6 separate regions of the Mus musculus genome follow, and regions 2, 3, 4, 5 and 6 are each linked to region 1. Evidence: chromatin contacts called from public Hi-C and promoter capture Hi-C data. All regions are on one chromosome and are shown on one strand. The core of a region is the stretch at or near the end of the contact, and the rest is flanking DNA. Distances in the headings are between cores, read along the strand shown. Region 1 holds the start of Prrc2c (proline-rich coiled-coil 2C). Region 2 holds the start of Ccdc181 (coiled-coil domain containing 181). Region 3 holds the start of Prdx6 (peroxiredoxin 6). Region 4 holds the start of F5 (coagulation factor V). Region 5 overlaps Sell (selectin, lymphocyte). Region 6 holds the start of Kifap3 (kinesin-associated protein 3).

Region 1 (4,913 bases), core at 609-3,108:
CATACCTTTAATCAGGATCTTTTAAGGTGGGAAGACTCACCTCTAATCTGGGCTATGCCTTCAGCTGGAAGCCTATCCTATATATAAGGACATTGAAGAAGGTAGCTTTTGCTATTTGTCTTCTAGCTCTTTCCTCACTAACAAGAGTCCATTTCTTCACTGGTATTAAAGTCTTCTTTGGGATTCCAGTATGTACTGAAAACCAACTGAGAAATCTAGCCTTGTAGACTGAAAAACCTATTGAATTCTTGGACCTTCTGTTCATTGGCAGCCATTGTTGGATTAGCTATACCAGAGTCCATAAATCATTCTAACAAAATCTCTTTCTATATATACATAGAGATTCATTCTATAAATTCTGTTACTCTAGAGAACCCTAATGCACAACTCTTAGAAACTCATGAATTAATATTCTGTTTGTACATGTCAGTCTCATAACCAGGTAGATGTCAGCATATTTGATTGTTGGAGGGATCCTGCATTGCTCAAGAAAGATACTTCAAGTCCAGGATACAGAAGACTGGTTCTAATGGATTGTGGGAAAATAACCAAGGTGTTTTCTTGGTGAAAAGACAGGCCTCTCTCTGTCCTGTTCTATCAATCAGCAAATTATGTCTCATTTTGGAAGGTCTCTGAAGGGGCTAAGGGTTATAGTTCAGTTGGATTAGCACTTGCCTAACATGTTGAAGGCAAGCCCCAGATTCGAGCCCCAGAAATGCAAAGCAAACAAAATCTAAAACAAATGATCACAAATGTCAATTGGGGAAGAAGTTACTTGTGGTTACTGCGCTATTATTTTATGGTTGTTCTAACGTTGTGGTATCACCCCATGAATACATGCCAGTTGCAAGCGGAGGAGTTTACTCAGACCAGGACAAGAATCTTTGGATTTATTATACACTATAGATATCTCATAAAGTAGAGAAATATCACATACTCGTGGATTACCTTCTTTCCGTTGGGGAAAGGAAGACCAAACCTAGAGACTTGCATATATGTGACAAGATACTACGCGGCACTGAGGTACATGCTCAGCCCCCAGGTAGAATATTATCATTTTCCTTCCTCACTTCGGGTACTGCCTTGTCTCTACTATACACTTACCTAGTAAACATCTGCATGAATGACTCTTTTTTTTTTTTTTTTTTTTTTTTTGGCTTTCGAGACAGGGTTTCTCTGTATAGCCATGGCTGTCCTGGAACTCACTTTGTAGACCAGGCTGGCCTTGAACTCAGAAATCCACCTGCCTCTGCCTCCCAAGTGCTGGGATTAAAGGCGTACACCACCACGGCCCGGCCTGCATGAGTGACTCTTAACTGTTAGTTTTCTCTGTTAGGTAGTTGTTCCAAGAGGTAAACATTGCCAGAGGAGTCAGAAATAAACAGTGCCTTATTTTACACCAAAATTACAAATGCCGAAGGTGGCCTCAGCAAAGCACGCCAGTCGCTTTTGTCCCTAACACTTGGATTATTTTTTTCACTCCGAGGTAACTTCGGTCTTCTCAAATTGCCACCACACCATGGCCCCTCACTTTGCCCCCCCCCCCCCCCTAAGAACATTCGGTCAAAGCGCAGGTTGTAAACGTTTATGTTCCTCCATCAGTTGTTGTCAATGCACGGAGACAAACCAAGTCGTGATTCCTCACGGAGGGCTCAAGGTTTTTGGAATCTTCCCAGGTGGAAAAGCTTTGTCTCCGAAATGGCTCTGCTTGACGAACTCCCTCCTTCCAGTAGGAGGTAGCGTTGCCCTCCGCCGCAGTCGAGAAGCGGCGGAGGCTGTCACGTGACCCCGCAGCCTCAACCCCTCCACCCCCCCCGGGGCGGTCTTGCGGAGATTTGCCTTACGTACGCAACGTCATGACGTAGCACGTAGGGGCTGGCTAGCCGCCATCTTGCTTCTTTTTCTCGCTCGCTCTCACCCTCTCAGGAGGTAGCGAAAGTGCTTTGGCGGTTTGTACGGCGGTGGCTCGGGCTTTCGGGACCGAGCGGCCCTGCGGACGGTCTCTCGAGGCAATCTCCCCTCCCCTGACCCTGATCCGTCCGGGGCGAGCCCCTTGGAAGCGCGCAGACTTGGTTCTCAACCCTGGCGGGTAAGGAGAGCGAGGGCGTCCGGACCGTGAAGAGGCCCGATGGAGGAGGGAGGGAAGGCACGGGCGCTGGAGCCAGGCCTGGGGGCCCGCGGCGTCTCTCCCTGGGCTCCCGGCGTCGTGCTGTCCGCGGAGATCCGGAGCAGGGCTCGTCGCCCATGTGCGCGGCGTGTGCTGCGGCGGGGCGGCCCTGCGATGGCCGAGGGAGCCTCCGCCCGCGCGGGGCCTGCGCGCGCCGTTTTTCCACGGCGTGGAGGACGGTGCCCGTGGCGGCTCCGAGCGCTCTTAGTGCCTGCGGATGCTCCTGTGGTGATGGCTGGCGTTTGCAGCCAGCGGTGTGTAGTCCAGGGCGGTCGTAGAGGCTCTACCAGGACCCAGGACCAACGAACCCCACTTCCGCTGGGGACAAGCTGAACAACTTCTTGGAGGATTTGAGTAGTCTTTTCCTCCCTCTAGGCCGCTCCAGCCCGGCATTTGTGGGAATACGGCTCGGCTGCTGCCTGATTTTCAGAGAGAGCGTTTAGTATTACTGGTTGCTAGAGTAGAGACCCTAGTTAAGACCGAAGAAAAATAGCATGGGAGCCAGTGAGGACTCTTGCTTGATTTTGCATATAAGGACCGCTCTGATCTCTTTAAAGGGGATGTATATTTGTTTGAAGTGTGTTCAAGATCTTTGGGGTGGGGGGATCCAACTTGCCTAGTAATTCCTGACTCTTAAAACTACCCGGATTTCCGCATTGGCTGGTCTTCAACCTCGGTTCATAAATTCATACCCCAGCAGGATACTTAGAATTGTACAGTAGGCGGCCCTCCTGTTAGGGTTTCTCTTTGGGAATGCACCAGAAGAATCGGAAGATGCTTGCTTCATCGAGTGCTCAGGAGTCAATTCCCGCTAATAGACGTTACAGAGAGGGTGGTATGAAGCGGCCACCACGTCTGACCTCTAGCATTTTTTAAAAGTAGATTTAAGCTTCCATGTTGGTCATTAAGATGCTGCTTTGGCTGGAGCCATTTTTAGGTGTGTGTCACAGATGCACTGCAGCATCTTTTCTGGCTGGCTCCAAATGCATTGATTCTCCAAAAATTAGAAATAGATTGAGTTTGCATATAGAAAAGAAGTTTTTATATGATTTTTCTGGGATGAATTTGTCATAATAAGCTTTTGGGTTTTTTTGGGGGGGGTGTCTGTAGGTGTGTGTGAAGAACATAGAATGCTGGCTGATCTCTCATTACTTAACCTCTAACTGTATGCTCTCAAGACCTTTATATACATTATCCTTTTTGATCCTAGTCTTTGAGGAAGGAGCTCTTATACTTGGTTTACAGATGAGGACAAGATATTTGAGAGATCGAAGTAATTTGATCAAGGTCACAAATTTGTAGTGGTGCTGTAGTCAAAGCCATACTTTCTAAACCCAGAGGGGATGCTCTGAACTATCAAAGTGTTCATTTGGTCTTGTACATTTATAATTGTTGCTAAAATAAGGCACATTTTTAACTGGTACTTTTTCTTTAGCTTGCTTGGGTGTTTGAACATTGTTACATGTGAAGGTTAAAATGCTGCCAGATGTAAACGTAGTGTCTGTTTGGTGTCATAGGAAGACTAGGGGAAGACAGAAATGGGCTTGAGGCCAGCCTAGGCTGCGTAGTGAGAGCTTGTGAATGTTCAGTTTTGTTTTGTTTTTGAGAAGTGATTGTGAGCCCATCCCTTCATTATAAACTAAAGATGATATCAGTACCTCTCAGGCTTGCTGTAGAATTTAAGACTGAGTAATGCTCTTGTTACTGTGGTTAGTGCATAGTAAGTAAAAGGACAGCTAAAGATGAAGGGAAAGCAGGAGAGTCCTGGAAGAAGAAACTAGTGTTCAAGCAGTAAAATCTGTTCTCAGAATAGCCTAAGTCTTTGGATCCGTAAGTAGTTTCTTTTTCCTCTTCCACTCCTCTTTACATTTACATACTGCACTTTATTTCATAAGACTTTCTCCTTTGTGCTCTGTATAGTAAATAACCCTGGCATCAGTTCTAGCTCAGAATGAAGTGCAGAATTTCTTCAATGTCTTTGAATATAATACTGTTTCCTTGAGTCTATGTGCTACCCCCAAACCCCCACTTCCAGTTATTAGTTAGCTAGGTGGTAGCTTTTTATGTAATTTCTGTCATTCTGATATCTGATAGTAAGTAAAAGGACAGCTAAAGATGAAGGGAAAGCAGGAGAGTCCTGGAAGAAGAAACTAGTGTTTCTAAGAGTTCATCATTGATAAAATGCAAAAGAAGTCAATTACATACATGTTTAGGAAACTGAATCCTCTTGTTTTGGGGGATGTTTGTTTTGAGGCAAAGGCTCTCTTACAGAGCCCTGGCTGTTCTGGAGTTCTGTATATCAGGCTCTGGCCTCAAACTCAAGAGATCCTCCTGTCTCAGACTCCTGGGTGCTGAGATTAAAGGTGAGTGCTACCGTGCCCAGCAGAAAGCATCCCACAAGGAAAGCAGCCTGCAGTTAATACCCAAGTTCTGACCAAAACACTTTGACTTCAGAAAAGCAGGATTTATTTGTTGCCTTAGAGTGGAGTGACACAGTATGTGTTAATTGTTGCTAAGAATTCTGAGTTAATGTTAGTTTCCTGAGTCACAGCATTTTTAGGTCAGTGATACCATAGATGTATCAATCAGAGTTTCTTTGTGGCTTTAAGAATTCTTTAGAGTCACTTGTGTTGTGTTTTCCTTTTAGAGCTAACTATAAACTTGTCTTTGTACCACTTACCATTTTATTCTAGAGTTTAGTAGCAGGACAGTCATGTTTAGGAGCCTGTGTCTTTGCTAGAAGAGC
Region 2 (4,913 bases), core at 837-3,336, 1.5 Mb before region 1:
ACACTATGGCTGTCTTCAGAAACTCCAGAAGAGGGCATCAAATCTCATTACGGATGGTTGTGAGCCACCATGTGGTTGTGGGATTTGAACTCAAGACCTTCAGAAGAGCAGTCAGTGCTCTTAACCTCTGAGCCATCTCTCCAGCCCCTCCAGATATTTTTTAAGCTAAAAATATAAAACAGGCCTTCTTGACAAACGCAAATGTAAGGCTTCAATAACTTCTCAATTAGAAGTTATTTTGAGGTGACTTGGATAAACCAACATCTACCTTCAAGACATACTAGATTCCTTACACTCTCTGCCTACCCACCAGTGAAAATGATTACACTATGAATGACACAGAATAAAATCAAATTTGCCTTAAGACAAAAGGCATGTAAAAACCACACTGGTTTTCACACTCATTATTCCATGGTATCATTAGCTCTCTTTTCACAGAAGGGATGCTGAAATTACGATGTTTAACTTGCTGCTAGAAGAAAACTTTTCTAGAACTAACTCCTCCATGTCTTCTCAGAGTCTTATATCAAACATAATTCTGAGCTCATAAATAATAAGTTTGAAATAGTTCATACTTCTGAGCTCCTAAAATATCAATTACATGAAAGCTAAAATGCTAAATTCAAAACCAGAACCAATAACAAATAAAAATATATCATATATATTTAAGACCTAATAAAATCACACAAATATAAGTTTTAAAAGGGCACAGGCAAAATAAATGAAAAATAAATGAAGTTGGATCAAATCTGAAGTGTAATTGAATTTCTACAGCTCCAAAAAGAAACATCTCCACTGCTTCTAGCGTAAACAAGCAACATAAACATGAACTCCTGTTGCCAAGCCCCGTAAGCCTTTCAAATGAGTCACAGGATATTCAACCCTTTGGCTTCCTAACCATCACCACCAGGGCATTGCTCACATGATACACATGTCAACACACTAGAATAAAATGGTATCTTCCATGAACCGCATTTCTTAGCATTTCCTATTTTATTACTATGATTTTTTTTTACACATATAAAATGTAAAGTTTATCATCAATTTAAAAAAAAAATCTCTGTAAGTGCTTTTGGCCAGATCAATAGTAAACTGCAGTGGCAGAAATTAGTTCCTTCCACTTAAGTGTGTGAAAAATTCTCAGTGTCTGAAGACCTTGCAATGTGGCTCCGAACCTCAGGCATAGATGCACATTATATTTGGTAACTTTCTCACAAGATTAAAAATATTTAAAAATACTTTAACCCAATACTTCTATTTCACCCCTACATATATAACCTTTTAAACAATATTTGTTGAAACACCTAGAACCAAAAGAATAAACAGTAAAGAGAAAACCTTTCCATATAAAAAAAAAGCATTTAGCAAAAACAAAACAAAAACAAGAACAAAAACAAACAAAAAACACCTTATTTTAAAAAGCAGTTAAGCAAACTTCTACAGCACTATGAAACTATCTGGTCCATCCTTCCTGCTGCATCCCCATAAGTCTGTGGTGTTATGAAATACTTTTTAAATTACCATCTGTTACAAGCTCTGACAGGAATATTTAACAAAATTAGGTAAAATTTTGGATTCGTGCTGAACATCTGAAGCACCAACGGAATGAATATAGCATTCTATGTGTGGAAGCTAACATTTCAGGAGTGATTTCTTCCACGCAAGCTACCTTTCATAGTCTTAAACTCTGAGAAGGGAAATGATAGGACAAAAACTCTAAGCGTCTAAGCCGTCCTCTGAGGGGCTCTCCTGGTGCATGGTGAAGTGACGCTGTGCGGGGCTGGGGAGATCCTGGGGCTTCTCCCTGGAAGAGGGCTCGCTTCAGCCGCCTCCCTGCCACCTCGCCCCGACGTTTATCCTCTCCCTGCTCCTGCCACCTGTCTGCCTGTCCTTCCCTCCTCTCCCGCTAAGTCCCCTCCTGCCTGTGGAAGATGCAGCGGCTGGGGTCACAGAGATGGCCGCAGGAGCTCTCTTCTCCTTTTCTAAGCTCTGACAACGAGGCAACGGTGACACCCCGGGGCCTGCTCCTGAAGCACCCAGCACCCGGGTGCCATGGCAACAGCGCGCCTCTGAGGCCTTCTTCCGGACTTCCCACTACTGAGGCGGGGTAGGATCGCGCGCAGGCGCAGAACGGATCCCCGCGAACACCTGCGCCTTACATCCGGCCAGCGTTTCCAAGACCCGGAAGACTCGCATCCCCTTTGGTTTTCTGCCTTGAATGTGGATTTTGTATACCTGTAGTCAGATTTTTAATTTGTTTCCAAAACTTAACAATAAAAGTGCATTTCTGTGTTCATTTTCCTCAAGTAAATATTAAAAGATAACAGTTCCTCAAGTAAATATTAAAAGATAACAGTTGCTAGTTGTTAATTGCTGTTTCGACCCTCAGCTTAAAGAAATTATAGCCAAAATTGTATTTACAGAAAGGAGTTATGAAAGAAAATAGAACTTTAGTTCCAGCAATCAAACTCATCAAGAGAGGCAACTACAGTTTTCCCATAACTTCCCTTAATACCTTGGGGGATAATAGGAAAATAAGAGAACATTCAGATTGTGGTGATAGATAATAGGCCAGCCATGAAGGAGCTCACAGAGTGTAAATAGAAGGGCAATATAACATAGGTACAAATTCATCTAAAAAAAAAGGTGGATCGAGGAGAGATTCATATATAAGCTAATATATATTAATATATTAACCTCTCCTTGATTATATATATATATATATCTTTATATATGTAAAGAGTTTACTCCAGAGCTTACTTTTGAAAAATAGTATAAATTATGGGAGACGGGCTGGGCATTACACATGGAGATGATAGCTTGTGGGAAGACAGGCATCAACTTGTTTTGTTGACTCAAAATATACCAGATAGGGTGAAGCATACATCAAAACCTTATGCCTCACTGCCTGTTAGCAATTACATGCATAACTTGGAAGCCAACAATGTGATCTGGGGATAAACATTGTCATGTCTCATTTCCATGCAAAAATATTCATGGCAGTCATTCCTAGGAAACTGTGAGTTCCCTTTCAAGGAGAGACTGGGTTTAGACATTTACAAGCCTCCAGCCATATAAATGTTTGATAGATAGTTCTTGAGTTCCCCAGGCTAATAGGTCTTTAAAAGGAACTAACTGTAATATTTACAAGCTTGGTGAGGAAGGATAATGAAGGTTTCTGAAGGAAGTGGGGTTTTGGTCATCAGAGATGAGAGAGGAAAATACCTCGAAAACAGGACATTTTAGAAAGTTCACGATCAAATCATAGAATAACGAGATGTATCATGAGTGTTCAAGACTTACCCGCAGGGGAGGAAGGAATGAGAGAGGGGTTATGTCACACTTTATGCAGGCACATCATTTAATGCCTCTTCTCTCCAGTGAGCTGAGTGTACATAGGCTAACCATGACTGACCAAGGGAAGAAAACGAAGGACATGTAAGAACTGGTGGAAACACCTCACAGAAATACCTGGAGCTGGGCTCTCCTCATTTCCTAAGCATGTCTCAATCCATTCAAGTCGATGTTACCCATCAAACATGTCAAATAAGTTAAATTATATTGCATATTAGAAATATTTCATACCTACATATATTTATAATAAAAAATGGACCTAATTTAAAAACAAAACAAAACAAACATCCTTTTTGTGAATCGCACCAGAGGACAGAGAGGACTGAAGTTTGCTCTGACCCACAGCAGGCGGACAAATCTGCTTCTAGCTCAAATGCCAGCAATGCGTTTCTTAAAACAAATGCCCTAAGGAAAAAGGTATTTCGGTGTAATTACTTCCACATGGTGGTAGATTTGCTCTGAGCTTGTTTCGACTGTTCAGCACTTGTGACTGCAGGTCCCAGCCCCGAAGGGCAGAAGATGAAATGGATTTCTTGCTGAGAGGCTTGGCTTACTTACATATGATTAGCAGTCCTGTGATCAACCCTTAACTGTGGGAGAGGATTTAATAGGAACCAATGCCCACAGCAAAGGAACAAAAGTCATTTACTTCAGTGTGTCCTTTGAGAAAACAACAAACATAATGTGCTTATAATTATTGAGTTTATAAGTTGAGTTTTATGATCTAGTAATTTCCCTCTGAAAATAAGTATCCACGTGAGTGCCAGTCACTAAGCTAGCCTGTACATTTAGCCTTTCTTCTGTGTGCAGTTTTATAGCAGACGTGGCTTTTTGTTTACATTCAGACAAGATTATTTAACATGAAAAGCAAAATTGTAATTAATTAGAAAGCGAAGAAGCTAGGTTACCAAGATGGATATACAGTTTTGATTAGTGGTGTGACAGACACTGCCTGCTGGTTGGAATCACAAGAGTGGAGGCTCACACGCCCTCTGAGCCAGTGTTTATTCTGTTTGGTTATCATAAAAATGCTTGAGTTCATAGTCTGTCTGTCTATGGCCCCTTATATTCTTTAATGTTGACAGCATCTCATAAAGATGACATTTTTGTTTATTGATAAGTATTAATTACTATTAAATTTTCATGTGGTTAAATGTGTGTTTGACATGTTCCCCAGATCTGAGCCTGCTTGAAATGACATCCTCAGCTCAGTAAGTCTCTATCACAGATAAGTGGGGGCTGAAATGCTAACGATAAGAATCTGTTTCCTGGGACTTCGTTTCAAATCCAACAATTAGGTGTAAGGAAGTATGGAAGGTCAAGATGTAGGCCCTGTGATCAGAAAGATAAACTTACAGGTTTGTTAGAAAAACACCTCTTGAATTAACATTGATTTTCTTTTTAACTTAATATAGGGTTTCCCTGTGCAGCTCTGGCTGTCTTGGAACTCACTCCGTAGACCAAGCTGGAACTCAGAGCCACCTTCCTCTGCTTCCTGTGTGTAGGATAAGAGGCATGTTGCCCCTGCCGCCACCCAGATTTAGCATTGATTTTTAAGG
Region 3 (4,913 bases), core at 642-3,141, 1.5 Mb after region 1:
GCTGGAGACCAGCCCGGTTTACAGATCATATTCCAGAACAGCCAGTGATACACAAAGAAATCCTGTCTTGAAAAACAATCAAGCAAACAGACATGTTAATCTCTACCTTTAAAGAATTCCAACTTTTGCCAAGGCTAGAGCACGGTTACTAAATCACCACCAGCAGGCTACTTCTGGCACTATAGATTGGAATAGGTGTTTATCTTACTATACTCGCTTAGTTTAAAGTGGTGGCTATGTAATTATGCCTTTGATAGAGATCAGCCACTTTGAGTCTGCATCCAGTCTCTTTATTGTGGTGTATCTGATTTTTAGCCCATCTTTGCAACACTGCTTATAGTTCCTTAAGGTCAAGCTACCCTGCTTCCCTACTGTGAAAATACATAATAAATAAAGTGAAGATACGTGCTTTCAAAACAGAAGGGTGGAGTCAAGCTAGAGATTAAGTTACCTTAACTTTAAAACGCATGGCAGTAATCTCTGTGAAGCAGGCAAGACCAGTATGCATGCAGACACAAAGACAGGGCTTATCACCATGATGAAAACGCAGGGTACAGTGGGTCGCTGCACTCAGCACCGCCACACGCTTTCCTTTAAATCCGTTGAGTCTGTTCCAGAGGATTCCTCACACCGAACAACAAACACTCACAGCTCCCCTGTCCATATCACCTTACATGATATCATAACTGCACTTTTCCTGTAAGAGCTGGGACTATGTCTCACATCAGGCCTCGCACGGTGTCTAGCTAGCAATAAGGAAAGTGAGAGTTACTGCGTGAATTGTGTCATCTAATAATAGCTACCACTCTGAGAGCACCTGCCATGTTCTAAGTAGTCTACTGTCCTGCAGGCTTCCCCAGGCTGGGCCACACAATCTGAAGCTGACCTCCAGGTAGCCTCACTTAACTTACATAAACTCGCTTTAGTTTCTCCAGCTAGGACTCGGGGCTTTCTAATACATTGTCCTCCACCACACCTTAGCGCTGGCGATTGGACCTAGGGCCTCCCACACTCCAGTCAAGCATCCTGCCGCACACCTGCTTCCTCATTCCCCTTTATTTTGAGACAGACTCTAAGTTCCCCAGGTTGGCCTTGAACTTCCTCTGTAGCTCAGAATTTACAGTCCTTCTCCTTTCTCCAGAGTAGTTGGGGTTTCTGGTTTGCGATCACCAGGCTGAGCTTCTAACAGATTCTGGTTTCTGTGCAGAATGTCTGCCATCTGTCTCTAATAAGGGCAGGCATCTTTCTCCACTTTGTGCTTAGGAAATAGGAAGTCAGTGGATCAAAATGTCCCATTTCTTCAGGTGGGAATTCACTTGCATACACTCGATCTCAAGAAGCCTGTTGTGAAACCTATATTTAAACTTTAGGAATAATGTGTTGAGCATTTTATAAGGAACTCCAGGAATGGGGAGGCAAAATTTAAAAAAAAAAAAAAACGGTTCTTTCCATTGCCCTCTTATTGACATTGGTACAGAATGTTTGCTGCAATAAGAAAGCCACTTCCTCTGACTTAGCCCACGTCACAAGTCTGGTTCTTGCCACATCCTGAAAAACTTCTGAAACCCAGGTTGGCTGAGTAGTCAGTCATTCAGCCAACTACTAGATGCTCATAGTAAAAGAGGGCTATACCCCAAGACCTCTAAATTGTAAGTCCAACAGGGGTGAGAATGTCAGAGGATTTGCGCTAATTCCGCCTTCTCCTAGAGCATCTTTGCAGAGCCGCCAGATCTACAAGTCCCCGCAATTCTCGGTCTTGCGCTTCCTTCCTATTGCACGTGGCCTTCTTTAGCTCCAGAATCTCCCTTGCCTGCAAGCTCCACGTGAAGAACCGCAGCCGCCAGACTCGCGGTCGCCCCACCCCGCCCCAGCCCCGCCCCAGCCCCGCCCACTCGGCCAGCACTGATCTAGGTCTCCGCAGGAGCCCGCCCGCTGCTCACTGCTGCGGCTGCGCCTCCTTGTTCTCAGCGTCACCACTGCCGCCATGCCCGGAGGGTTGCTTCTCGGGGACGAAGCCCCCAACTTTGAGGCCAATACCACCATCGGCCGCATCCGCTTCCACGATTTCCTGGGAGATTCGTAAGTGGCCACCGCGTTGCCCTGCCAGGTGACGGGTCCCCAGAGCTACCTGCCTCGCTTCTTTCCGGGTTGCGCTCGGCCGCGGCGGGTCTCTGGCTTAGCCCCTCACCGGTTCCCGCACGTGCCCGCCGCCGGGGTCCTGCCGAGCATCACCGGGCATTGCTGGGGACCTGCGACCTCTGCCCGGCCCTACGCCGATCAGCGGATCCTTCCCTGACCCAGCGTGGCTGGCCTGGCATGGGAAAGGAGGTCCTTGCCGAGGACGGTTTGTTGTCTGTTTAACCTGGTTTTGTAAACAGTGTTGGGTTTGTGTCGGGGTCGATCTGAAAGCCCAGGGGAGGTGGGGCAGGGTTGCTCGGTGTTTGAGGTCATTTCCCGGGACGCTTGCCCAGGGTCGCACTGCCCGCCCTCCTGCCGCTCTAGAAGTTGTACCTTGCGGAAGGTGGGTGCCTAAGGTCAAAGTTAGAGCACACAGCCACAAATTAAGGGCTGTCCCGACGTTATCTGGGTTCCTCTTAACTTCGGGGAGTGTTTGCGGACTTCTGAATTAAAAAACAAAACAAAACTACGGTGCCAAGTAAGTAGCCAAAAGACTTTTTGTCCAGAGCCTCCTTCAGAGGTCAAAAATAAGATTATATGTAACAGCTTTGGGAGCACCCAGAAACACTCTGTAGGCGTGACCGTGATTCTAGAAGAAGCAATGCTTTGAGGGAAAGGCTGCGACCATTTTGCCACTCTAGGCCATTCCAAGGCTAGGACACGTGTGCCTCCCCACTTGGAGACTCTTTTGTTTCCCAGTGGTCCCCTCCCCCTCTGCTTTGCATCAGCGCCTGGCCTTGCTGCTGATAACAACAGTGGTGGCCACAGTGGCTAGGTATGCACCGATTTTGTCTTAGTTTTACAGCTCCTGAATGCACACATTGTAAGATGCTTAGTTTCAGTCCGCTTTTTGCATACGCGTCAGGCTATGTTGTGGTTCTGGAGTTTCAGTGCCCAATGACACTGAATAAACAAACTCTTGGGTCTGTCTGTGTCCTTTTCGTATCTAGTATGTATGTATGTATGTATGTATGTATGTATGTATGTATGTATGTACGTGAGGACAGAGCAGTTTATGAAACTACTCCGTGACCAGGCAGGAAAGGAAGCATTAGAGAATCTTTCCTGAGGTGAGTTTGGCTCCTCCTGACTAAGGGGAAGCAGAGCTTTTAAAAGAGAAAGGTAGACTAGAAGAAGTAGCAAATGGAACCCTCAGGCCTTGCAGGAGAAAAGTCTAAAAATAAGCATGCCAGCCAGACTCATCACTCAAAATCTAGTGTTAATATTTATCCAAGACTGCCAACGATTTACACAGTGTTCCTTCCCATTCCTGTCTGCAGCCCACACCCCCAGGAAATGTGAGGGCTTGCTGGAGCGCTTCATCTGTAAGGATGAGAGATAAATATGAATCTAAAGCGCGTGTGCTGTGAAGATAGCCACACTATAGAGTCGGGGGCGGGAATCTTAGGGATTGTTTATTGATCTAGATCTGGATGCAACTGTTTTATTCCAGCTGCTGAGGAGACAGTTGGGAAGATCCTAACTTCAAGGCCAAGCCAACTTAGTGAGGCTTTGTCCCTAAATAGCAACTAAATAAGCAGATGAAGTGGCATCTTAAGATGAGGTAAATTTATGAACAAACATAAGTCATGATACGCCTGCAATAACCGAGAAGGACTTTTCCACCCTGTGTGTCATTTCTAATACAAGGGATTTGACTAGTGTTTCCAAACTCTGTTCTGTAGATGATCGCAAGTCAGTTTGCCCCTGACAGACTCAAAGATCCTTTGGAGGAGAAAAGGAAAATGAACTTTAAGCATTACTTAACCCCCTGATAATTAGAAACAGCTGAAGGTTTGGGGAGCCGTGTGGGTTTGAGTGGGTTTGAGTAGGTTTGTATGGTCTGTGGATGTGGAAGAGCATCTTATATATCCCAGGGTTCCTCACTGATCAAAACACCTGTGCCACAGGTTTTCTGGTAGGAGAGACGATTCTGTTAGAGGGAGGAAACCTTTTGTCTTTTGAAAATGAGGAAGGAAATGGCATAATGCCATTGAATTTCTCCAAAGGGTAGGGAGCCCAGGCATTCTTGGAATACCCTGAGGTCCGATCCGCTGGTGTGTGTGAAGGGGCGGAAATACAGTTCAGCAGCATGACTCGGCAAAACTCATTGCCTCGCAATTAAAAAAGTAAAATAAAATTCTAATTCATCACTCCTAGAACAGTACATAAAGAAATGCTGTTCCTTTTTTTCCCTGCAACTTACGGAGCCTTTCTCTTAAGTCTCATCTGACCACCATTGGTCCTTTTCCATAGAACCTAAGGCCTAAATATGGCAGCTAGATTAAAGATGTGTGTTGCTCTTCCTGCCCCGTATTAAAAAAAAAAACAAAAACAAAAAAACCCTAGCCATCACTCATCTCCACAATCTTCAAGCATTGCCTCAGGGCCTCCCATTCTTTTAGGCCTTGCCACCTTGAGTTGAGTGGCAGGTTAGGTGGAAGGCAGTAGCTTTGTCTGCTGTGTTCTTCGTGTTCAGCAAGGTTTGCCCGGATGCCCTGCATCTAGGCCAGATTGAGTAATCTTCTAGTTTGGGACCTTGGCCCTGCCCAGCTCCAGCAGTGGCATTGTAGAGGACTTCGTGCCGAGTTTTCCTTTGAGCTCGAAAGAGCTGTTGCCAAGGAGAAGGAGTTGTACTCTGGAAGTTCCTTGGGAACTCAGTTTGAATCATCCGCAAAATCTGTACAGTATTAACCTTAGATATGGATTCAATTGTAATCTTCACCTAAGTACTA
Region 4 (4,913 bases), core at 1,789-4,288, 1.4 Mb before region 1:
TTGTGTGCTTGTATCATGGTGCATGTGTGGAGATCAGAGGCCAACTTGAAAGATTAAATTCTTTCCTTCTACCATGGAACTGGGGATGGAACTCAGGTCTTCAGGCTTAGCAGCAATTACCTTTAGCCACTGAGCCATCTGACCAGTTCACAATGTAGATACTTTAAGTATAAAGAATACAATATTTTCCACGAAAAATTATATTTAAAATAAAAACTACAGGCTGTGTCTGGTGGCACAGGCCTATAATGCCATCTAGTTGAGAATCCGAGACAGAAAAATCACAATTCATAGTCTTCCCCAGAGACCTTGTCTCAGAATAAAAATTTAGATGTAGACCAGGGATATAGATCAGTGGTAGAGGTTTTTTTTTTTTTTCTTTTTCCTTAGCGTTTATTAGATTTTAGGTCCAAACACCAATATAATAGTAATTTAAAAAATATATTTTGTAGGCTTACCTGAGTTGCTAGATCGTGGCTTTTCTTTCTTAAAATACTGTTCATACTCTCTGTAGACAATTTTCTTGAAGGAAGGTATAGAATTCAAACTGGAAATAAAGTACAGAAACGAACTTGAAAGTCATATAATATCTATCTATTTCTATTCCAGAAAGAAAGGTGTCTATGTGACTATTTTTGTTGAAGAGCAAAGTGACAGTAATTTATTGTATTTCCAAAGCCCAGGGTTTTATAAATTTGGATCACAAGTGAAGTCAATGGGATAATCATTGGTCTTTTCAAAGACATTCTGCCTCAGTGTGCATGCTCCCATGAACACAAGCCCAGTGCTTCTCTAAGTCTGCTCTTCAGAGTCAAGTTTTTTCTATAAAGGATGGTAAGCTCGTCACACAAACTCGAACTTCAGGTCTAAATTAAAAATATAAGTCACTGAGAAGTGTATGTGAACCATTTCTCAGTCGATGAATCAGACATCATTTAGAAACGTTTTCCACTTTCATTCCGTGGTTTTGAATGACTAGAAGGTGTGGTGAATTGGTGTCCATCTGATGGAGCCTGCCTCTAGTTGGGAAAGCAAAGACAGCAGTAGGGCAAAACTCTAGGATTTGTATTAGAAAAAATCCTGCATTGGGAAGATAAAGGCGCTTCCTTAGAAGATGCAGAGGATAAACACCCTCCTGATAAAGATCCTGGAGGGTTAAACCATTTCCTCAGCTTTAGCTGACCCAGTAGGTGTCCGCTCCAGTCTCTATGTCTAGAGTCAACAAGGTCAGGTGTCTTGATAACTACATCTTTCACAGGAGGGATGAAGACCCTGGGAAACTTCCTTTAGCAGTTTTCCCTACTGGTAACTTACCCACTTCTCTTTCCTTACCAGGGGAAGACCTGTGCAATGTTGTTAGCTAGAGTCCTCATGCTGTGCATTTGATCGGAATTTGTTCATCTCTAACCTTGTGTTAACTCAAACCTACCTTTGCCTTACCCCAGGCTGAATGCAGTCACTTGAACACAAGTCTGTGTTCTCTGCCCCTAAGCAGCAAAATTGATGTTGGAAATAATGTTATTTTCTTTTGGGATTGGGGTGGGGTGGAGGTGTTCAGTTAGTGGTACTTTCCTAAGAGTATGGGTGTGGTCTAGATTATTACTCTGAAAATGCAATCTTTAAGTCATTTAGATGTGATATTTCTCACTAGCATGATACCAAGACTGAATACAATGCCTTCCCAAACAACCCAGAACCAACAACAGCAAACTCAAAGGCTGATTATTCATTTATACTAAAACATTACACATTGCTTTCAAGATATTACATTATTTTCTTTGGCTGATTGCTTTGGTTTTGCAATTGTAAAAGAGGAACACATCTTTCACAATCACTTAAACTTTGATGTCAACTAAAAGGGAAAAAAATGCGTCAACCAGTAAGCGAGGCTTAGCATTTAAAATAAAAACACTCGTGGTCGCAAGTGCTACGTAGAATCTATGACTTGGGTAACTGCAGGCAGGTTAGCAAAATATATTCTGCAACTCAAAGTTAGGTTTGATATTATTTAAGCCTCCTCTTAGTTAGACATGCCTTTGAATGACTACCTTATGTGCTCACTAACATGGGTAATAATCAGGGCAGACCAAAATACCCAGGATAAGTCATATTCCAGGAAGTAACTCAAAATGAGAGGAAAAAATGAAGCCACATTAGGTAGCCAGGGGTAAGTCTAGGAAAAGTGAAAATACAAGTGTGCCTTCCCTTCCCTCTGAACCCACAGTGAAAATCGTTTATAGGAAGGCAACAAAATCTCCTTATAATGAAGTACATGGTGACAGCTTTGACATCTTTTTCTTTAGAAGATGAACTTGTGTTTAACAGGAATAAATATTATATAACTAGAAGGTCCTTTTTCTTTTTTTTAAGCAGACTGTCAAAAGGCTTAAGCCGAATGCACAGGAAGGGCTAAGAGGGCTGTGGAGGTGTGTCCTTTCAACCCATCAATACACTAAACTAACAAACGTGGGGGGAAAACAGATTAGGGATTGCACCTGGAAAGAAAGCCACAGCTAACCATTCACATTGAAATTTCCACATCCTCAAAATGATAAATTATGTCCATAGAGACAAAATTACACCCACACAACATTAGTCTCTCTCTCTCTCTCTCTCTCTCTCTCTCTCTCTCTCTCTCCTCCTCCTCCTCTTCCTTTTCCTTTTCCTCCTCCTCCCAGCCCACCCCCACCCCTTGCAACTATAATAGATTTTCTTCCTTGAAGAAGCCCACCTGGATTTCACCCCCAGTTACCTTGGATCTGTGGGCTCAGGATGATAGTTCCAGAGGATCCCCTGAGCTGCCACATAGAACTGCCTTAGTTGCGCGGCCTCTGCCTGGTGGCTGCCCCAGCCCGCCCAGCGGGTTCCCAGAACCACCAGGAGGAAGAAGCACGGGCAGACTAGGAGCATGGCCCTTGTCCTGCCGCGCGCTGCCACCACCGACAGTGCTCAGTGCTCTGTCCCTGTTGCGCGCTGATCTGTCTCCCTGGAGGACTAAGAAGCTGCAGGGCACAGTGAGTGTCCCTGTCCCCTGTGGTGGCTGTCTAACCCTACCTCCCTCTATGCCTAGTGTAGGCAGGGGCTTGTTGAGGTCACTCCCCCCTGTGGCCACAGGCATTTACTAGAGAGAATGCCAGACAAGGAATGTAGAGGGAAAGGAAGGGCAAGCCTGCTGGAGGTTATGGCTCTGGAGCAGTGCCCAAGGGTCTCCGCCCCATCACAAAGCAGCATTTCCCCCACTTCAACGTAGGTGGGAGCAGCAATCCCACTTAACCTGCGCGGGTGGAGGTGGGGGGATGGGGTAGGGGTTCAAAGTTTAGGCTTGTCAGCTGATTTCTGCAAGCCTTAGTAAGACCCAACACCCATCCTCAGATCCCAGGAAAATGGCACTGCACAGTAACCAGAAAACAGCCTCAGGACAGGTCCACCAACAGGTTAGCAGTCTGAATCTCTTAGGACAGACCGCTTGGTAAGGGCTTGTCACCAGCTCAAGTGTAGCCGAGACCAGGGTTTAGAGAACTCATTTGAGATAGTCAGTAGCTGTGTGGTCTGGGGCCAACTATGTCTTTAGAAATACTTTTGACATCTGTAAAATAAGAATGGCAATTCTAGTTTTCCTTGATCTTATTATTGGGAGGGGACAAACTGTTGTAAACTGGACAGTCCCCAGGGCCTAGGTAGCTACAGTCTATGATCTTGTCTTTGCTCGTTCTCCTGTATCCTTGGCATGGTGTTTTAGATTTTATTTTTCTGTTGGTGGCAAAGCTGAGAATTATGCCTGAATCAGCAGGATGGCCTGCCCTGAATTCTCCAGAACTTTGTCTCTGCTCAGACTTTCTGCTTCCAGCACATCCAGTAAATTGTGATCTGGTACCATCCAGGTTCCGCAGCAGCCTCTCCCTCTCCCTCCCCCTGCCCCACCCCTCCCCCTTCCCTTCCTTCTCCCCTCCCCCCAACTCCTGCTTCTGTTTCTTTGCTGATCACATCACTGATATTCTTCAGTCAGTTTATAATGCCCCTTCTTGAGTCAGGCATGATGGCACATGCCTGTAATCCCAGCACACGAGGGCTAGAAGCAGGGGAATGTGAGTTTGAGGCCTGAGATCAGCCTAAGCTACGCAGTGAGACCATGTACTGAAAAGTAATTAATTAGCAGATGTGTGCACACATAACTACACTAGGAAGAATGCTCACACGGATTTCCTTCCCTTTCTGCTTCCCTGCTCTTTAAAGTCAGAATTTCTGCCATTGTCTCTGATTCTGGGTTCCAGTTGACTTTTCCGTTTCATGAACTTAATCTGCTCAGATTATATACTCCTTTTGCTAACCTTTCATTAGGTTTTCAAGATGCCCTTGTATCTGTGGCTAGATTATGATCTATTCAAGAGCAGGGATGATGTCTTATACTCCTGATCCACAGTTCCAGGAGTTTCCAAAATGCAAATTCGGACACAAGAGACATGGTTGAGATCTATGGTCCTATAATATCTAGCCTAGTATCTGTCTATCTGTCTGTCTCTCTGTTTGTCTCTGTCTCTCTCCACACACACACACACACACACACACACACACACACACACACACAGACACACACACACACACACACACACACACCAAATTAGATGCTATTGACAATGTAAGAAAAAAAAAGCAGCAGGTCTCTAAATTACTTTCTTCCCTTTTCCCCCAAATCATTGCAACTTTTCCAAGGACAGCTTTACTGCCCTTGCTTGCTTGTCTGCTTATGTGTCCAGGCTACATGGTGACCAATGGATCTCATTACAGCTCAGCAAAGCAACTGCAGTTTTTGACTCCTTAATGTTTGCATCAATTACAGACAAGCCATATGTAATTTTCAGTGACTTATTTATTAAATATGTGCATTAAATTACATATAAAACAATATCTGTTCT
Region 5 (4,913 bases), core at 1,521-4,020, 1.3 Mb before region 1:
GTTAGGAAAGAGTAAAAGCAGCTGTCTTTATATTCTACAGTAACACTTTTGCTTGTTCCTCCACAGAAAAGATGATAAAATACTACTCTGTATAGACACACATTATGGGATAGGGTTAATGGGATGAATGAGCGAGGGGAAATTAGGAGGAGCTGTTGGTCATGAAGAAATCCTTCCAGATTCGTTGAGCAAACACTGCATCTCTAATGTGGGAGATGCCTGCGTGTAAAATCTTCACGGGAGGACTTGACGTTATTTTCCAATGTTTTGTCTTTAGCACTTCATGGCTTTCCTTTCACAAAGGATGAATCAGTATGGATCATCCATCCTGAAAGAGAAGCAACAGATTATAAAATTAAACTAAGGAGCTTTTAAAAGTGGTAAAAACGAATTTGTTAGTAATACAGGTGAACATTCTCTAGGTGACAGAGGCAAGGAAACCACAAACACTGAAGTGCTAGCAGAGGAGGTAAAGAGCCACTAACGTGAAGAAGAGAGCACGGAAGGCTTCTAGTTGGAGATCGTGGACAAGGTGTGAAGCGTTTTAAAAGAAATGTGGAAGAGACATTACAGCAACATTTTTCACAGTCAAGTAGTATCCCCAAGCCAACGTTTTAAAGATTTATTTTGATTTTTCATCATGCGTGTGCGCATGTGTGCGCATGCGCACATGTGTGTGTGCCCGTGCGCATGACTGAAGTTGCTTGGTTACAGTTTCTAGGGGGCAAATTTCCTGGAGCCAGAGTTACAGGCAGTTGTGAGCCACTCAGTGCAGATGCTAGGGACTGAACTTGGGTTCTTTACAAGAGCAGCACACACCCTCAGCTGCTGAGTCAGCTCTCCAGCCCCTCTCTCCAAATAAATATTTTAATGTAAACGTTGATTCAGCCTGAAGTCCCGATTCTCTAAGAAGTATGATGTTCAGAGTGCTGGCCCCCAGATCGCATCTGGTCATAGTTCTGCAATACTGCTAATTTCCATGTGGAACCTGTGGAGGTTACTGCATGCTGATTTTACAGTGGAGAGGTGGGGAAGTAGGAGATAAAATGTGAGATCGGAGAAAATAAAAACTCAGGAAGAGAGTGGTATTGGTTCCAGATTTGAGATTCTGGTGGAGTATGGTTTAGAGAGATAAGGACGAATTTATATTCATGAAATAGGTGCCACTGTGTTCTATGTCACAACTGTGCCATTCCTGGAAAGGGTGGAGGAGAACCATATTTCTGTGCCTTTGCACCTTTCAAAAGGAGAACCAGATTCGGAGGCTCTGGTCTCGTTCTGAACTGTCAGGGTAAACCACCGTGGCAGCTGCAAACTTGCTTGCCAGTGTAGAAATAAAAATGTTTCTGAAAGCAGAATCTCGCACATACCCTCTCCTCTGAGGTTGGCATCGTATCCTGTGTATCATGGGTGTAGCTTTTACCCAGGTAGAATTTAGAAACCAGAAACCAAATGAGGTGATAAACAGAACCAGTTTGCAGAAGAGTCAAAATAACCAGCAAGAATCAAAACCACAAATGCCCAAGGAGTCATTCATCAGCCAAAAACTAATAGGAACAAGAACAAAGACCTGTGAGAATCAACTTAAGTTAGAAAAAAAAAAAAGTTCATGCCCCCCTTGGCTTGTTCTAGAGACACACCCTATTTCTTCCACCACACCCTTCCTCAGTGCCATCACACCATGGTTTAGTGTGAAAATAAGTCATTTTACTGGAAGAGGAGGGGCTCTGGTAGTAAAACCCCTAACATAGAAGTAAATCAAGGATCTAGAATCATACGAGTAACAGGGATACTGTCTCTGGATGCTGGTGTTACAAGTTTCAGCTTTTTCCCTTTTTCCAGTGACTTCCCTTAAGCCACTGTCGTTTCCCCTTCTGTTTCTTTACTGTTATTAAGGATCACAACACTCCCTATCTATACAGGATTGCAGACAACATCTAACCATTTAAGACTCAAAACACTTAAAACAGTATGCAACATGGAATGTGTATTTGATAAAAGTTTGTTTTTATCTACTATTTATTACTGTAACTATCACTGTCACAAGGCCTGTGGGTAAGTTATTTACCTAACTACAAAGTCAGTTTTAAGGTGATGTCCTCAGTCTTTCGAGCCTAAAAATGTATGAAGTGGTATCACCTTAGTTAATCAGTGAGATTAACTCCAGGTAGCCAATCAGCTTCCAAGTTCTAGTACACCTGGTGGGTAAGCTAAAGCCATGTGCTGGTGTGAGGATGATCGCCTTCATTGCCCAGATGCTCAGTAGACCAGGGACTCTAGGAAAATCTGCGCATCTTCTCATGCCCATGTTTGAGTTACCTTCCTAGTCTGAACTTTTTGAAGGTTCTCTCCCAGATTCTGCCTTTCTTGCAATGATTTTTCTTCTCATCGGTACAAAATTCATCAACTATGACCATTTCTGCCTTAGATTGTTCTGTACTTCTAAATATTTCTGTCTTCATTCCACAATTAGATAAGAATTTCCCTGAAGTTAGAGTCAAGGACTCATTGCTCTGAGTGTCTCAGTTAAGCTTAGTGTTGTTCTAATAAAAAAAAACGTTCAATAAACAAAAGTTAATTGAGTAATTGTCAATTACTCAAAAAAGTCAACAAACTGTTAAATCTATTAGACAATTTTATGCTAATTATTTTTGACTAGCATCTCTTGCTGGCCACCGCATCCTTGAAATGAAGTGAACCACTTCCGTGCAGTAGCAATCAAAGCAGGTGTTTCTGCGGCCAGAACACAGCTCTGGGTAGGATATGCCAAAAGAACTTTCACTCAGCTGGTGGGAACACAGAAGAAATATTTACATCCTGTGGGTTTCCTGCTACAGAGATAGGGAGGCCAGTCCCCAGAGAGACCCTTTTCTTACTTGGGTCCTATCTACACAATTACAGCAATAGAAACAGAGTAAAAAGACTCTACTGAGCCCATGTCCTCAACCCCACCACTCTCCCACTCTTTGTGGCAAATTCTCAAGAGAGCAGAACACATTCTGCTTCCAGATGATTATCCTAAATGGTTCCTCATCCTTACTCCAGCTGACCTCTGTCTTTATCTAAATAGCCTTCCCACTGATGCCCTTAATGCACCCTCTGGAAATCTGATGGCTACTCTGGCTGCATTTGAGATGGTTCCCACTCTTGTCACCCCAGCTCTTTTTCATCCTCTTCCATCTGTCTCTCTGGCCACCTTTTTCATCCTCCCTTTCTTCATTTCTGCCAGATAGGCCAGGAACTTCCATGTGTCTGCATCTTGTCTCAACAATCTACATTATTACTCTACTGGAAGAACTGCAGTGTTGAGAACCAACTGGGGCAAATACTTCTTTAGGGAAGTGGTGGGTAGGTTCCATGCTCCACTGCTCTTTCTCATTTCTGAAGGCCAGCACTCATTAGAGTAGTCATTTACCCTTCTGTGTTAAGACTGATGGCCTGCACCTGGACAGTTTCCTTTTACAATATGTTAGTTGTTGGAAATGCTTGTTGAATTGAATGTTTCTCAATTGTTAGACGTTGGTCCTGTAAGCTAAGACAAGAAAAAACATAACAGCATGCTTCTAACCCTCAAGGAAAATTCAGAGACTACCAGGAAACATTCCCACCATATGAAATCTCCTTTCTTAATAGGCATATTATACATCCATCTGTTTCAGACCACTAGCATCAAAGTCACAAAGATTTAATGGCAGCTAGCACTCAACTACCTTATCTGGAAATGCTATTTGTATGAGGCGCTCAGGTAAATAACTACTGCGGGGTTTGTGTTCTATCTATAATAGGAAGCACCCTAAGGAAAGTAGAAACAAACAGATGTGGAAATTCTTCATTGAAAAACTTACCTTTCTTGAGATTTCTTGCCTAAACGTAGAAAAAAGAATAAAAAAAAAGTATCATCAAAAAGTAAACAATTTCAATTTTTTTTTAAAGTAAAGGGTATGCCCACCTCCAAAACTGTCTTTGGAAATACATTGTGCATTTGGTAAGTGGACACCCATCTGTTGCTAAGTGGATCTGGGGTACCAGTAACCGTTTAGAGCTGTAGCAGAACAGTGTGATGAGCCTGCTTCTGGGGACTCCACTCCACCTGCTGTGATGCTCATAAAGCCAGAGCCTTGGCTGAACTCCCTACTGGTCTGACCCAGTGTCCCAGGCACAGCTCATCCTCTTACCAGCCCCTCCCTAAAGGACTTCAATGTCTCTCAGCTTCTCTTATGTGAGTCCTGAGAGTTTGGCTCTGGTCTTATTAGTAGGAATCAGTGAGGATCATGCAATCCAATTTGAGCGGCATATTTTCATACATCATATGGAATCTTATATACAATTCATATGTCATAAATACTTCTGTTTCCCCTTTGAACAGGCCACATGGAACTAGGTGTGAAAACCACTTCCACCAAATGCATAGAACTCTGGAACCCACATTTCTGTGTCCAAACAAAAACCTCAGCTCCAGCTTAGTTGTGCTTATTCAGTTGGGACTCTCCTCTAACTTACTCTTTGGGTAATTTTAGTTGACTATACAAAGTACATTTTGTGAACCAAAACACATTCTTATTTAAATATTGCTTAACTAGTGGTGTGAAGAAATGAGGTCTGTAGGAAACAGAAGAAAAAGAAACAGAAAGAAAGCTTTCTGAGAAAGGAGAATCCTTTGAGAGAGGGGTGGCTTTGGTGTTTTTCAGTGGCTGTAAACTGCTAGTCTAGAATTGTCCCACATAGATGTTAAATTCATTGTTGGGTTAAAAAAAACGGTATTTAAAATGTTTAGGCCATTGCTTGGCACATAATAGACAGTACTCAATTGTGTCTTTGATATTTTAAAGTTCTATAAAAGCTAGTCTTTCAAAATTTTGCTTGTAGATGATATGGACCAAATATACAGATTAGGTAGAATAATCAAGTTTGAG
Region 6 (4,913 bases), core at 1,191-3,690, 1.0 Mb before region 1:
GAGCAAACACATGAAACACAAAGAGAAAATAACAGGCAAAGTGTGGGAATAACTGGAGCCCTCATACATACGGGGGAACATATAAGGTACAGAACTGAGGAAACCTCCCTGCTGGTTCTTCAATGAGTCTAACAGGGAATTTCTTCATGTTCCTGTATGCCAAGCTTATATGACTGAAGAGAGAGAAGTGTTCAACAAAACCTTGTCATGTTGATTGTCAAGTTATTCCTAACAGGCAATAGGCACAAACCCCCTGAATACCTATCAACACTCGGTCACGAACAGCTTATAATATATCCATGCAATAAATATTATTCAGTAGTTACAACAAAGGAATAAAGTGTTATAGCACACTATATATAGTATAGCACAATATAACAAAAGTGAAACATAATTATACACTGTGAAAAAAACTGAACAAAGTATCATATATATCAAATCCAGCAAGTTCATGCCTTTTCCATTATGTCTGTATGTCTCATACACACACACACACACACACACACACACATATATATATACACATGCAATATATATGTGCAATATATATCATGTATGTGTGTATGTAAATATACACATGCTAAGGCAATGCAAACTTAGACAAAATTGAACAATGTTTTTAAAATCTTTTTCCAGATTATGACTAAAACATCACAGTGAGTAAGTAGATCAGTTGTATTGATTGTTTTCTAGATGATGTGGTTTTAAGAGGGTCCACACTAGTACAATGACTCTAAATAAAACCACATCTGACACACCCATAGTATATGAAAATCAGCAAATGCTACAATGGCAGCATGTTCTTTAAAACAACCTTCGGTTTAAAGTTGAAATTAGAAAGTGTACTGTATTTGACAGATAAAGAGTGTGTGTACAGGAGTATGGGAATGGGCACATGTGTATATGGTAACAAAATGACGTTAGAATGAGTACTCTGACCATGTATTTGTTTTTATTACATATTCCTTTTTACAAATCTCTACTGAAAGTCTTCTCATTTGCCTTTTCGTTAAAGATATAAAATGAAAAAGACAAAGCACTGTGTTCCCTTGTCTTGTACAAGCAGTATAGTTGATTTATCTTACAACTATTTGACTATGTTCAAGAATCCACTACCACTTGCAAGATTATTTCTAATTTCTTGCAAGATATGGCTAGAACCCTATCAAGTAAGGGAAAATACACTTAACAAATTTTATTAGGACTTAATGTCACCACCTAACATGCATGGTTTTTCTCTCAAAAGTATTTTCATACTTTGTCCTTATGTCCTTCAGAAAGTATTATCTCTCATTTTCAAATGAAGTAATTATGTCCAAAAAACCAAATCTATGTGCTCTTTGCAGTGGATTAGCAACAGAGCTTTAACGAAAAATAGAGACTCTACATTAGCATTTTAAAAGATTTATTCACTGCTCCCTCACAGTTGGTTCAGTGAGAGGTATATTTTTCTAACCATGGGTGGTCTTATTTTTCTACAGACATTAAGGAATCTCACAAAATTTCCTTTTTCTTGGTGTAGCTGATATCATACATATGTAAAAAAAAAAAATAGTAGGCTTTCGCATGCCAAGGTCTTAATAATAATGAACTTCCTACAGAAATTATACAGTGTATGTGACCGTCAAGTGAGTAAAGTGGACCAAGACCAGCTGACTGAACATCTCAATCCAGTCTTGCATAAAGCAAAAACCACCACGTCCGTCTTTATTCCACACACCCCACCATGATTTATGAATCTCAAACTGAACACAAATTGGTGATGTGACAGAATTCATTTCCAAGCTTCCATGGGATTTATCTATTGAGGAATCCAGGAGAGTGGGGCAGAACAAAAAACAAAACCTAGGAAATATGGGATTTATCTCGCCTAACCTGCCTCTTAATGAGGTTATAGATTAATGTAGCAAGGACATCATCAGATGCTGTCAGGACACCTCCAAGCCAAAGAGGACCTCGCGCCCCCGCAGGGCCCATCCTTTATTCCACCCCATCATTTTCTCCTCTTTCTTTCCTTCCCTGCGTCCCACCCCTTCTCGTGTCTAGCTCTGCCCCTGGACATCCCATGGTCAGCCGGGAAACACCTAAGGACCTGCTCAGGGCGGAGCCCGGGTCATCACCTTTTGAGGTATCTGGCGTCCTCGCCTTGCATGGCGGCGGCGGCGGCGGCAGCGGCGTGGGGAGAATGGGAGTGTCTGAGAATCTGGGAGGGCTACTTCCGGAGACCCGGCCAAAGTACCCTCAAAGCAGAGCGGTGACAGTCCCAAGGCCTGCAAGGCGGGGCGGCGGTGGCGGTGGCGGTGGCGGCGGCGGCGGCGCAGCGGTTACCACGGTGAACCCGCCGGCTCCTCCCACTGCTCCTGGGCCCCAAAACACTGGAGCAGCCCAGACCCGCCCAGAGCCGTCAGGGCCGAACTCTCCGCAAGGCGCATGCGCTCACGCGACAGCTACAGTCTGCGCAGGCTCAGGGTGAGGCTCCTGCGACAAATCTGACGCTCCCAGGAACAGCGCAGGAAGGGTTTGGTACTGATCTGGGAGCCTGTGATTTAGAGGCATATTCCTGGTCACTGCCCCCTGGAGGATGGGAAAGGAAGAAGCATTGCAAGCTGCAAAATTGGAACGTAAAGTCCTTAGCGTGAAAGGAGACAAGGTAACCAGTGAACCTTCTAGCTAACTAATGATGGTGATCAGACTAGCCTTTGACAACAACTTCTTTGGTGGAGCTTCTATTTTGGAACATGTAAAAGGTTCTGCATTGATTGCACTGAATTCTAGCTGGTGGAAATAGTCTGTGATGTGGATTGGATCAACTTTGAAAGTGGCATTTAAAATCCCAAAGTAGAAAACACTCCCTTCCATTATAACAAGCCAACTTCTGAACTTCCAAATCGTCCACTGATTAACTTTAACTCAAGATTCTTGAGAAATTGTTTCTTCTAAGGCAAATAATTGCTGACAATTTGGAGAGAGAAAAGAGCCGCTTTTTAGCCAAAGCAAGCTGTCTGCTCTGCTTTGAGATCCTTTAACCTGTCCATCACCGTCTTCTGGTATCACATTGTTAGCCATTCCTTCAAAAGAGTTAATAGTGATAGATTTTTATGCATAAAATGTCATGCAGAGAGACATTAAAGAGATGTTTTATGCCCCTACCAACTCACACCAATTAAATTTATTTCTGATAAAGTTGTAACTATTCTTTCAATTTATCAATAAGGAATTCCAGGCAAACTACATTCTCCATATTTATCAAAGTCTTCTTAACAAACTGTCACAAAGTTCTGTCTTATCGTTAAGGTAGTCATTATCTGCAGCTTTTTCTCTCCATCCACACTCTGATGATTAGTCTAATCGGTTCACACATGGGATTCTTCCTAACTGGACTTTCTATTTCAAATATTGATTATTCAAACCAAGGCAAAAAATGCACAAATTATCGTTCACAACATCTTTAACAATAAAAGCAAGGCACACTACTTTAAAGCAGTGGTTCTCAACTTGTGAGTCATGACCTCTCTGTGGGTGGAAGGACCCTTTCACGAAGGTCTCTAAAGTCATTGGAAAACACGAATATTTACATCAAGAGTCATAACAGTAACAAAAGTACAGTAGTTACGAAGTGGCAACCAAAATCATTTTATGGTTGGGGGTCACCACAACGTGAGAAACTTATTAAAGGGTCATAGTGTTAGGAAGGTTGAGAACCACTGCTTTAAAACTTCTGTAAAGGCTGGCAACGAAGCCTGCCTCCACCTCTGAGAATGTGAGTTCTATCTCTGGGACCCACACCATGGGAGGAGAGGAAGCTACATCTGCAAGTTGTCCTCTGACTTACACATGTGTCTGGTGACACACCACACACACGCACACACACACACACACACACACACACACACACACACACACACACACACGCACAGCAAAATAACTAAAAATATCTTTTTAATATAAAGCCTTCATATACCTAAACTTAAAAGATCAAAATATAGTTTACATTCAAATGAACATATTAAAGATTCTTGCAGAGGCTGAGTATGACTTGGAGGCCAACCTAGTCTATGTAGCCAGTTCCAGGTCAGTCAAGGATAAAAAGCAGAACCTGTTTTTTTTTTTTCCATTTTCATTAGGTATTTAGCTCATTTACATTTCCAAAGCTATACCAAAAGTCCCCCATACCCACCCACCCCCACTCCCGTACCCACCCACTACCCCTAGTTGGCCCTGGCGTTCCCCTGTACTGGGGCATATAAAGTTTGCGTGTCCAATGGGCCTCTCTTTCCAGTGATGGCCGACTAGGCCATCTTTTGATACATATGCAACTAGAGTCAAGAGCTCCGGGTTACTGGTTAGTTCATAATGTTGTTCCACCTATCGGGTTGCAGATCCCTTTAGCTCCTTGGGTACTTTCTCTAGCTCCTCCATTGGGAGCCCTGTGATCCATCCATTAGCTGACTGTGAGAATCCACTTCTGTGTTTGCTAGGCCCCGGCATAGTCTCACAAGAGACAGCTACATCTGGGTCCTTTCGATAAAATCTTGCTAGTATATGCAATGGTGTCAGCGTTTGGATGCTGATTATGGGGTGGATCCCTGGATATGGCAGTCTCTACGTGGTCCATCCTTTCATCTCAGCTCCAAACTTTGTCTTTGTAACTCCTTCCATGGGTGTTTTCTTCCCAATTCTAAGGAGGGGCATAATGTCCACACTTCAGTCTTCATTCTTCGTGAGTTTCATGTGTTTAGCAAATTGTATCTTATATCTTGGGTATCCTAGGTTTGGGGCTAATATCCACTTATCAGTGAGTACATATTGTGTGAGTTTCTTTGTGAATGTGTTACCTCACTCAGGATGATGCCCTCCAGGTCCATCCATTTGCCTAGGAATTTCATAAATTCGTTCTTTTTAATAGCTGAGTA

Evidence for each region. Promoter capture Hi-C pulls out the DNA fragments that hold promoters and counts their contacts. Hi-C and Micro-C count contacts between places; a contact is called where the count stands out from the background.
Region 2: a promoter capture Hi-C map of hippocampal neurons shows a contact between it and region 1, with 3 times the contacts expected there. The contact joins the promoter of Ccdc181 here to the promoter of Prrc2c in region 1. A contact is called at or near these places in 3 of 39 promoter capture datasets (erythroid cells, hippocampal neurons and liver) and 1 of 9 other capture datasets (liver).
Region 3: a promoter capture Hi-C map of the HPC-7 cell line shows a contact between it and region 1, with 4 times the contacts expected there. The contact joins the promoter of Prdx6 here to the promoter of Prrc2c in region 1. A contact is called at or near these places in 3 of 39 promoter capture datasets (the HPC-7 cell line, erythroid cells and hippocampal neurons) and 1 of 9 other capture datasets (liver).
Region 4: a promoter capture Hi-C map of embryonic stem cells shows a contact between it and region 1, with 2.9 times the contacts expected there. The contact joins the promoter of F5 here to the promoter of Prrc2c in region 1. A contact is called at or near these places in 6 of 39 promoter capture datasets (the 3T3-L1 cell line, embryonic stem cells, hippocampal neurons and 2 more), 1 of 484 Hi-C or Micro-C datasets (CD8 T cells), 4 of 115 datasets of contacts at active chromatin or transcription factors (astrocytes, embryonic stem cells, pancreatic cancer cells and 1 more) and 1 of 9 other capture datasets (liver).
Region 5: a Hi-C map of CD8 T cells shows a contact between it and region 1, with 7 times the contacts expected there. The contact joins the enhancer-like site here to the promoter of Prrc2c in region 1. A contact is called at or near these places in 4 of 39 promoter capture datasets (the C10 cell line, hippocampal neurons, liver and 1 more), 6 of 484 Hi-C or Micro-C datasets (B cells, CD4 T cells, CD8 T cells and 1 more) and 3 of 115 datasets of contacts at active chromatin or transcription factors (memory CD8 T cells, regulatory T cells and thymic regulatory T cells).
Region 6: a contact with region 1 is called in a promoter capture Hi-C map of pre-B cells. The contact joins the promoter of Kifap3 here to the promoter of Prrc2c in region 1. A contact is called at or near these places in 4 of 39 promoter capture datasets (hippocampal neurons, liver and pre-B cells) and 2 of 115 datasets of contacts at active chromatin or transcription factors (astrocytes and microglia).

Annotation. Positions count from the first base shown.
Region 1 is chr1:162,737,501-162,742,413 of GRCm38.p6, reverse strand. Prrc2c (proline-rich coiled-coil 2C) reads left to right here and starts at 1,858. Exons shown (of 35, transcript NM_001081290.1): 1 at 1,858-2,089.
Region 2 is chr1:164,272,771-164,277,683 of GRCm38.p6, reverse strand. Ccdc181 (coiled-coil domain containing 181) reads right to left here and starts at 2,086. Exons shown (of 6, transcript NM_029115.3): 1 at 1,923-2,086.
Region 3 is chr1:161,248,188-161,253,100 of GRCm38.p6, reverse strand. It overlaps Prdx6 (peroxiredoxin 6), which reads left to right and starts at 1,891. Exons shown (of 5, transcript NM_007453.4): 1 at 1,891-2,079. The coding sequence starts at 1,985.
Region 4 is chr1:164,149,960-164,154,872 of GRCm38.p6, reverse strand. F5 (coagulation factor V) reads right to left here and starts at 3,038. Exons shown (of 25, transcript NM_007976.3): 1 at 2,753-3,038; 2 at 459-547. The coding sequence starts at 2,910. Gm16548 (predicted gene 16548) reads left to right here and starts at 2,656. Exons shown (of 3, transcript NR_037987.1): 1 at 2,656-3,014. It overlaps Selp (selectin, platelet), which reads right to left. Exons shown (of 16, transcript NM_011347.2): 16 at 4,847-4,913.
Region 5 is chr1:164,075,093-164,080,005 of GRCm38.p6, reverse strand. Sell (selectin, lymphocyte) reads right to left here. Exons shown (of 9, transcript NM_011346.2): 8 at 3,846-3,864; 9 at 1-328. The coding sequence ends at 310. Among named protein-coding and RNA genes, the nearest start is that of Gm51665, 15 kb to the right of the region's middle. Within about 2 kb of position 2,770, at least 59 of the 459 cell types and tissues checked have an H3K27ac peak or open chromatin away from gene starts, as enhancers often do. A contact at or near this core is called in B cells, CD8 T cells, memory CD8 T cells and 2 more, where this site is marked.
Region 6 is chr1:163,777,110-163,782,022 of GRCm38.p6, reverse strand. It overlaps Kifap3 (kinesin-associated protein 3), which reads right to left and starts at 2,440. Exons shown (of 20, transcript NM_001305643.1): 1 at 2,121-2,440. The coding sequence starts at 2,152. Gm51663 (predicted gene, 51663) reads left to right here and starts at 2,483. Exons shown (of 2, transcript NR_165475.1): 1 at 2,483-2,650.